Linked DNA regions of Sus scrofa: region 2 is linked to region 1. The links are chromatin contacts, called in public promoter capture Hi-C maps. All regions are on one chromosome and are shown on one strand. Each heading gives the region's core, a stretch centred on a gene start, on an enhancer-like site or on the middle of the called end of the contact. The rest is flanking DNA. Distances are from core to core; before and after follow the strand shown. Region 1 holds the start of HPN (serine protease hepsin). Region 2 holds the start of USF2 (upstream stimulatory factor 2).

Evidence for each region. Promoter capture Hi-C pulls out the DNA fragments that hold promoters and counts their contacts.
Region 2: a contact with region 1 is called in a promoter capture Hi-C map of liver, with 2.8 times the contacts expected there. The contact joins the promoter of USF2 here to the promoter of HPN in region 1. A contact is called at or near these places in 1 of 5 promoter capture datasets (liver) and 3 of 47 Hi-C or Micro-C datasets (liver and skeletal muscle).

What each region holds. Positions count from the first base shown.
Region 1 is chr6:44,606,801-44,609,694 of Sscrofa11.1, reverse strand. HPN (serine protease hepsin) reads right to left here and starts at 1,619. Exons shown (of 14, transcript XM_021097151.1): 1 at 1,551-1,619; 2 at 845-1,247; 3 at 224-293. The coding sequence starts at 239. SCN1B (sodium channel subunit beta-1) reads right to left here. Exons shown (of 6, transcript XM_021097212.1): 6 at 2,207-2,848. It overlaps LOC110261282 (a long non-coding RNA gene), which reads left to right and starts at 300. Exons shown (of 3, transcript XR_002345329.1): 1 at 300-450.
Region 2 is chr6:44,772,851-44,775,831 of Sscrofa11.1, reverse strand. It overlaps USF2 (upstream stimulatory factor 2), which reads right to left and starts at 1,415. Exons shown (of 10, transcript XM_003127041.5): 1 at 1,209-1,415; 2 at 895-941; 3 at 666-784; 4 at 330-530. The coding sequence starts at 1,270. It overlaps LSR (lipolysis-stimulated lipoprotein receptor), which reads right to left. Exons shown (of 11, transcript XM_021097147.1): 10 at 2,679-2,981; 11 at 2,454-2,584. The coding sequence ends at 2,549.

The sequences.
Region 1 (2,894 bases), core at 370-2,869:
GGCATGGGGGGTGGCGGGGAGGCAGGAGGTGGCACAGCCCCACGGAAAATTGGGTTAATGGTTAATCAGATGGCGGAGGCTTCAGAGGGGGTGGGGATGGGGGATGGGCCCAGGAGGGGTGCCGGAGAGAGGGGGTTCCAGGGGGCGGAGGGCTGGGGAAGAGAGCACACAGGGAGGGGAGTCAGCAGCGCCGGAGCGGGGGCTCCGGGAAAGGGGGACTCACCCTCTTTCTCCGCCATGTCACGGCCTCTAGTTAATGATCCCCCGGCTGACCTCCTGGGCCGGGGCGGGACCTGTGGGGAGATGAGGGGGGAGGCAGGGCCTGGGGGTGCCCGGCCCAGCCCCTGTGCCCCCAGTCCCAGGCGCCCATCCAGGGAGGCTGGAGGGCCTGGGCCCCGGCCAGAGCACACCATGATCACGGTTGCAGATTGGGCTGGGTTCAAGGATGGGGTCAGTGTCTGACCAGCGGCTGGGGTGGGGGGGGACATCTGGGTTTACGGGGCTGGGGGACCCCATGCCTGGGCCTGAGTGGGGAGGGGACGAAGGGGCTGAACTCTTGGATTTCAGGGAGGAGCTCCCTGGGTCCTGGGGAGAGGGAGGTTTGGGGGCCAGGACGCCGTATGGGGGTGGGGGGTGGGCTTAGGGGCCTGGACTCCAGGGTTTGAGGGAGGACTGGTCCCCGATCCTGGAGTCTGAAGAAGAGGGGGCTGGAACTCTGAGAGGAGAGAGGTCAGTCCACTCTTGGGGTTCCCTGGGATCCCCTCTCCTGGGAGATGGACACTCGGTCGGATGGGGGTGCAGGACCCATGTTCTGGGGACTGGAGGCGAGGACCCTGGTCCTTACCCTGGGGTCCGGCGGGTGGGGGCAGAGCTGAGACACGGTGCCGGTTTTAGGGGTCAGTCTCCAGGCCTGGGCAGGAGCATGGTGGCCCCGCAGCGGCGGAGGCCCCGGAGGCAGAGGCAGCGGGCGGCAGTGGCGGCGGCGTGGGGCCTGCTAGGCCTGGTTGCCTACCTGAGGAGGAGGGGGCTGGGCCGGAGGCGGGGGAAGGGGCGGGGAGGGGCAGGGCAAAGGGATTGGCAGTGCTGGAGGCCACCTGGCTGGTGGGGCAGGGTTTGCAGGGGCCGGACCAGGCTGGCCGGGCCACCTGCTTCCTCCGGCCTGGAGGGGGCCCAGGTGTGCTGGTCTGAGGGGAGGTGGAGCAGGGACAGGCCGGGCCTGAGGGCCGTGAGTCTGGGGAGACAGCAGGCTGGGGGTGTGCATGAGGACAGAAGACAGGAGATATGAAGCCAAAGACAGAGCATCAGCTGGAGGGACCCAGCTGCCCCAAGCCCACCCTGCCTCCATCCCTTCTCCTGCCACCTCCCCAGCCCCCGCTCCACCCCAGCTCAGGCCGAACACCTTCCTTGTCCATCCCTGTCCCTTCCAGCACCCCAGCCCTTGCCCCAGACCCCTCCTACACTCCAGCCGCAGCCCCTTCCAGGGTCCCCCAGCCCAGCCCCAGCCCCAGCTCCCCTCTCCCCCAGCCCCTGCCCCCCAGCTGCTTTCCTACAAGTCACGGGGGCTGGTTTGCTTTGGCAGCTTCTGTGCTGCCCGCAGCAGTGACCTCTGGAGCTGGGAAGCCCTAGATGGGGGTGGGGGGATGGGGACTTGGCCCGGAAAGGGCAGCACTGAGGGCTGAGGCCCAGGCCAAGTGGCCGGAAGTGTCCGGAGGCCGAGACACACTGTCCCGCCAGCAGCCAAGCGTCATCCACGTCAGACCCCAGGGTCAGATAAACACCCAGACACACAAGGGTCATCAGCAGACACCTGCCTGTGGACAGCCGTGCACCCAAACACAGTCAGACCCCCGCTGCTCACCCCAGATGGGCAGCCCCTGCATAACCGGGCCTACCCGCTCGTCCCACGCTCCTGCTCCACTCAGCGCCACAGCCTCCCACAGGGGGACACGCTAGCACAGCCTTGGCGCTGCCCAGCCTCCGGTCTCCCTCTCTCTCCATTCGTAGCCTCCTTTCCCCTTCCCTCTCCCTCACCACTGTCCCCCCTACCCCACGACCCCCCACCCGCACCCCGGCAACCTCTGGCTACAAATCCACCTCCTTGGCTCCTGTCTGGCTCCCCGGAAACCCTTGGTCCCCGCTAATGACTCCCCCAAACCCTTGAACTTGGAGGGAGTGGAGAAGGTGACTGGGCTCACGAGCAAGACTATGAGTCAAGTCCAAGAATCTTTATTCCATGAACAAAACTACTTGTGTAAAGAGAGACGAGGCTGAATGGGCCCCTTTCTAGGTGGCCACAATCCAAGGCTGGTGAGAGAGGGCGGGTTGGGCTGGGGCAAGAGTGCATCACAGGGAGAGGAGACCCCAGGTCCAGCCAGAGGAAGCAGGGAGGGAAGTGTCGCTGGGGGTCGGAGTGGGTCCCAGAACCCCCTGCCCGGAGCCAGTCCAGCCCAACGCCAGCCCCGCTGGGCTGGGAGGGGGCGGGGGAGGGGCGGGCCCCAGTAGTGCATGTCTGAAGCGGCCAGTGTGTGCAAATCAGCAAGAAGGAGGGGTGCGGAGCCGCTGCCCCCACCTCACCGCCCCCCCTCCCAAACAGGCAGCAGAAGCAGGGGTGGGGGCAGCGGCAGTATTGCTTTACCCATCATGCATGGCGCGGGTGGGCGATGGGGCAGGAGGAGGAAGGCTGGATTGGGGTGCGAGCCAAGCCCCCCACCCCCTCCCACCCTGGAGGCTCTGGTGGCAGGACTCTGAGGCTTGTGGAGGCCCAGGAATGGCCAACCCCCATTGGGGGCAGGCTGTGCCCGGATGTTCCCCGTTAGGGCTGGCTCTTCCTTGAGGCGGAGCCTGGGGCCTAAAGGTGAGGGAGAGACAGGGCATCAGGTACCTAAGAGCTGACA
Region 2 (2,981 bases), core at 166-2,665, 170 kb before region 1:
ACGGAGAGTGGGGAAGCCCTCTGTGTGTGCCGCTCTGCCCTGCCTCTCATAGCCCTGGAACTTGGCAGGTACTCAGCAATCACTCGGAGAACTGACCCACTTTTAACTCTCAGAGACTTCTCTGTTGCCATAGTCCCCAGTTTACAAAAAAAAAAGGAAAGATGCTCCAAAGGTCTTCCCCAAGGTTTCATGGGCACATCAGGGATTTGACCTGAGGCCCTGAAGGCAGCATCTTGGTCCCACTTGCCCCTCCCGCGGGATTCCCCAAGAAAAGACTGCACGTCCCTTCTCCATCCTCACCCCCCCCCCAGAGGTTGCTGGGCACCTACCAGTGGGAAGGGCGCTGCGGGACCTGGGGGCACAGAGGCAGCAGCGGGGCCGGGGCGCTGGGTGGCCCCCTCCACACCCACCTGGGTCACAGCCTGCTGCCCCCCCGCGAAGGCAGCCGTAGACACGACGCTGACGGCGCCTGCTGTGTCGCCCTGGCCGTCCAGCTGACCATCAGTCACCTGGACTACGCGGTATGTCACCTGCAGGGGGCGGCAGAGCAGCGAGACCCGCGCTGGGGCCCGGGCAGGGGCCAGGTTCGAGCCCCTCCCAGCCCGCCCGCTCGACCCCGGGCTGAGCCCTCCTTTTGCCGCCGGGCTCCGGGCCCGCAGCCTCACCTGTCCTCCATTATTCTCTGTGCGGAACTGGTACTGGATGTTGTGGTCGCCGAACGCCGCCTGCTGGACGCTAGCGATGGCCACCGCCGTCTGCTCCTCCGCCCCAGGGCCGTCCCCGCCTGCGGTCGGAGGAGGGTAGGGGGGATGGTCAGCGGTGGTGCGGGCCTGAGCGCCCCCAGTGCCCTCCCGGGCGCAGGCCGAGACCCCGGTGGGCCCCGCGAGCACTCACCTTCCTGCAGCTCGACGCCCTCCTCTGCCTCGGGTCCCTTGTCGTGACTGCGGGGAGGACGGGAAGAGGGGGTCAGGGCCGCCAGCGCCCCCGCCCCTCTGCCCAGGTGCAGGGCCCCCATGCCGCCTGACACAGTCTGGGGCAGGGGCACCTCCAGGACCGGGGGCCAGGGGTGTTCGCGCAAGTCCCCCCTCCCTCGCGGCCTCCATTTTGAGCTGGGCTCGGCGGCCGCTCGGGATCATGGCGGCCCGGCCGCCAGGCCGAAGGGCCGGGGCCAGGGCGCGCGGGGGCACGGACCGGCCGGGCGCCCTTACCTGGCGGCTGCAGCAGCGGTGGCCGAGGCAGCGGGATCCAGACCCGGGTCCAGCATGTCCATGGGGGGGTGGGGGCGGGGGGGGCGCCGGGCCCGGGGGGAGGGAGGGGAGGGGAGGGAGGGAGGGGAGGGGGCGGGCGGCCGGGGGGCCCCGAGCCCGGCGCTCACGCCGCGCGGCAGGAGGGGACGGAGGAGACACGGGAGCCGCTCGCGCTGATCACGGGGACAAACAGTGGGGTCATGTGAGGAGGAGATGCCGCCGCCGCCGCCGCCGCCGCTGCTCCTGCAGCCGCCGCCGCCGCCGCCTCCGCCCGCTCGCCCGCCGGCCGGCTCCCGGCGGCTCTAGGCTCCGGGACGCAGCGCAGCCGCCCCCCGCCCGGTGCACGCGGCCCTCGGGCCTCCTTCCCTGAGCAGCCGTCGCCGCCGCGACTTTTTTTTAACCCGGCCCGCCCTAGATGGCCGCCGCCTCTCCCTTGGATCGCCGGCTCGCGCGTCCGCCGCCCGGCCTGGCCCAGTCCGGCGGCGGATCGCTGCTGCAGCCGCCGCTGCTTTCTATTTTTTCCCCCTTTTTTTTCCTCCTTTACTTGAGCTGCGCGCGCGCGGCGGCGGCGGCGGCGCGAGCCCGGGGCCGACGCGCGCGGGGGGGGGGGCAGCCCCCGGGGAGCGCGCGCGCTGTCTGTCTGGGACGGCGGGCGGGCGCGCGGGCCGGGTACCGGTGGGGCGAGAGGTTGCCGCCACAGCCTCAGTGTCTGCCCGGTACTCGCCGGCCGCCCGCCGGTGTGGAACGCGGGCCCAGATGGAACGCCAGGGGACCTGAAGGAGGGGTTCTGGTCGCCGGGGACGATGCAGGCGGCGGGGCTTGGAAACAGAAAAGTAGGTCGGGGGGGAGGGGTGAATGGGGGTGGAAGGGGACAGGAGCGCGCACGCGCGCCCCCGGCGGCCGGGCTGAAGTGCGCGAAGGTGGGGTCCCGGGGCGCATGCGCATGTCTGGGCGGGGCCGGGGCGCGCACGCAGGGCGGGGCGGGGCCAGCGTGGGGCACGTATTCCTGGCCGCGGAAAGGGAGAAGGCAGAAGGCAGAGCGGGTCCTTTCCTCCTGGCTCACAACGCAAGTCCCATGAGAGAACTGGACCTGCGGCCTTTTGCGGACACACACACACCCACACCCCCCCACACACACACACACAGTAGCTTTTTGGGCTCCCAACCTCGCGCAGCAAAACAAACACTTCCTTCCAGACTTAGGACTTATGATCACAAGTTTTATTAGTCTTAGGCGAGGAAGATGATCCATGGTCCCTCAAATTAAAAAAAGTACAAAAGCTACATACAAAACGTTGAGATCAGACAACTAAACTTTCCCGACTCAGGGCCAAGTTCTGCAAGGGAGAAAGGAAAAAAGTGAGTGTGAGCTGGGAAGACTGGAGAAGAGGATCCAGTTGGGTCTTAGAGCCAGGAAGGGCTGTCACTCACCTTCTTAAGCCTCCGCTCCCTTGAGGCCTGGGAGTCAGTCTCAGAGTAAGGGGGAGGCGCTGGAGGGAAGCAGGCCTCCTCTTCTTCCTCTTCATCCCTGTAAGGTCTCCTTCTCTCCACAGGCCCCTTTCTCCTCAAGGCCTCTTCCAGTAGCCGCCCATCGTATTCGGGGTCCCTGGACCTGGAACCATCATCCCGAGGATCTCGGGAGCGGTTGTAACGGGCCCTAGGGTCAGCCTGAGGGCGGTCTCTAGACCTGAAGTCATCGTAGTGGGGATCCCGGGACTGTGGAAAGTGCCTTGA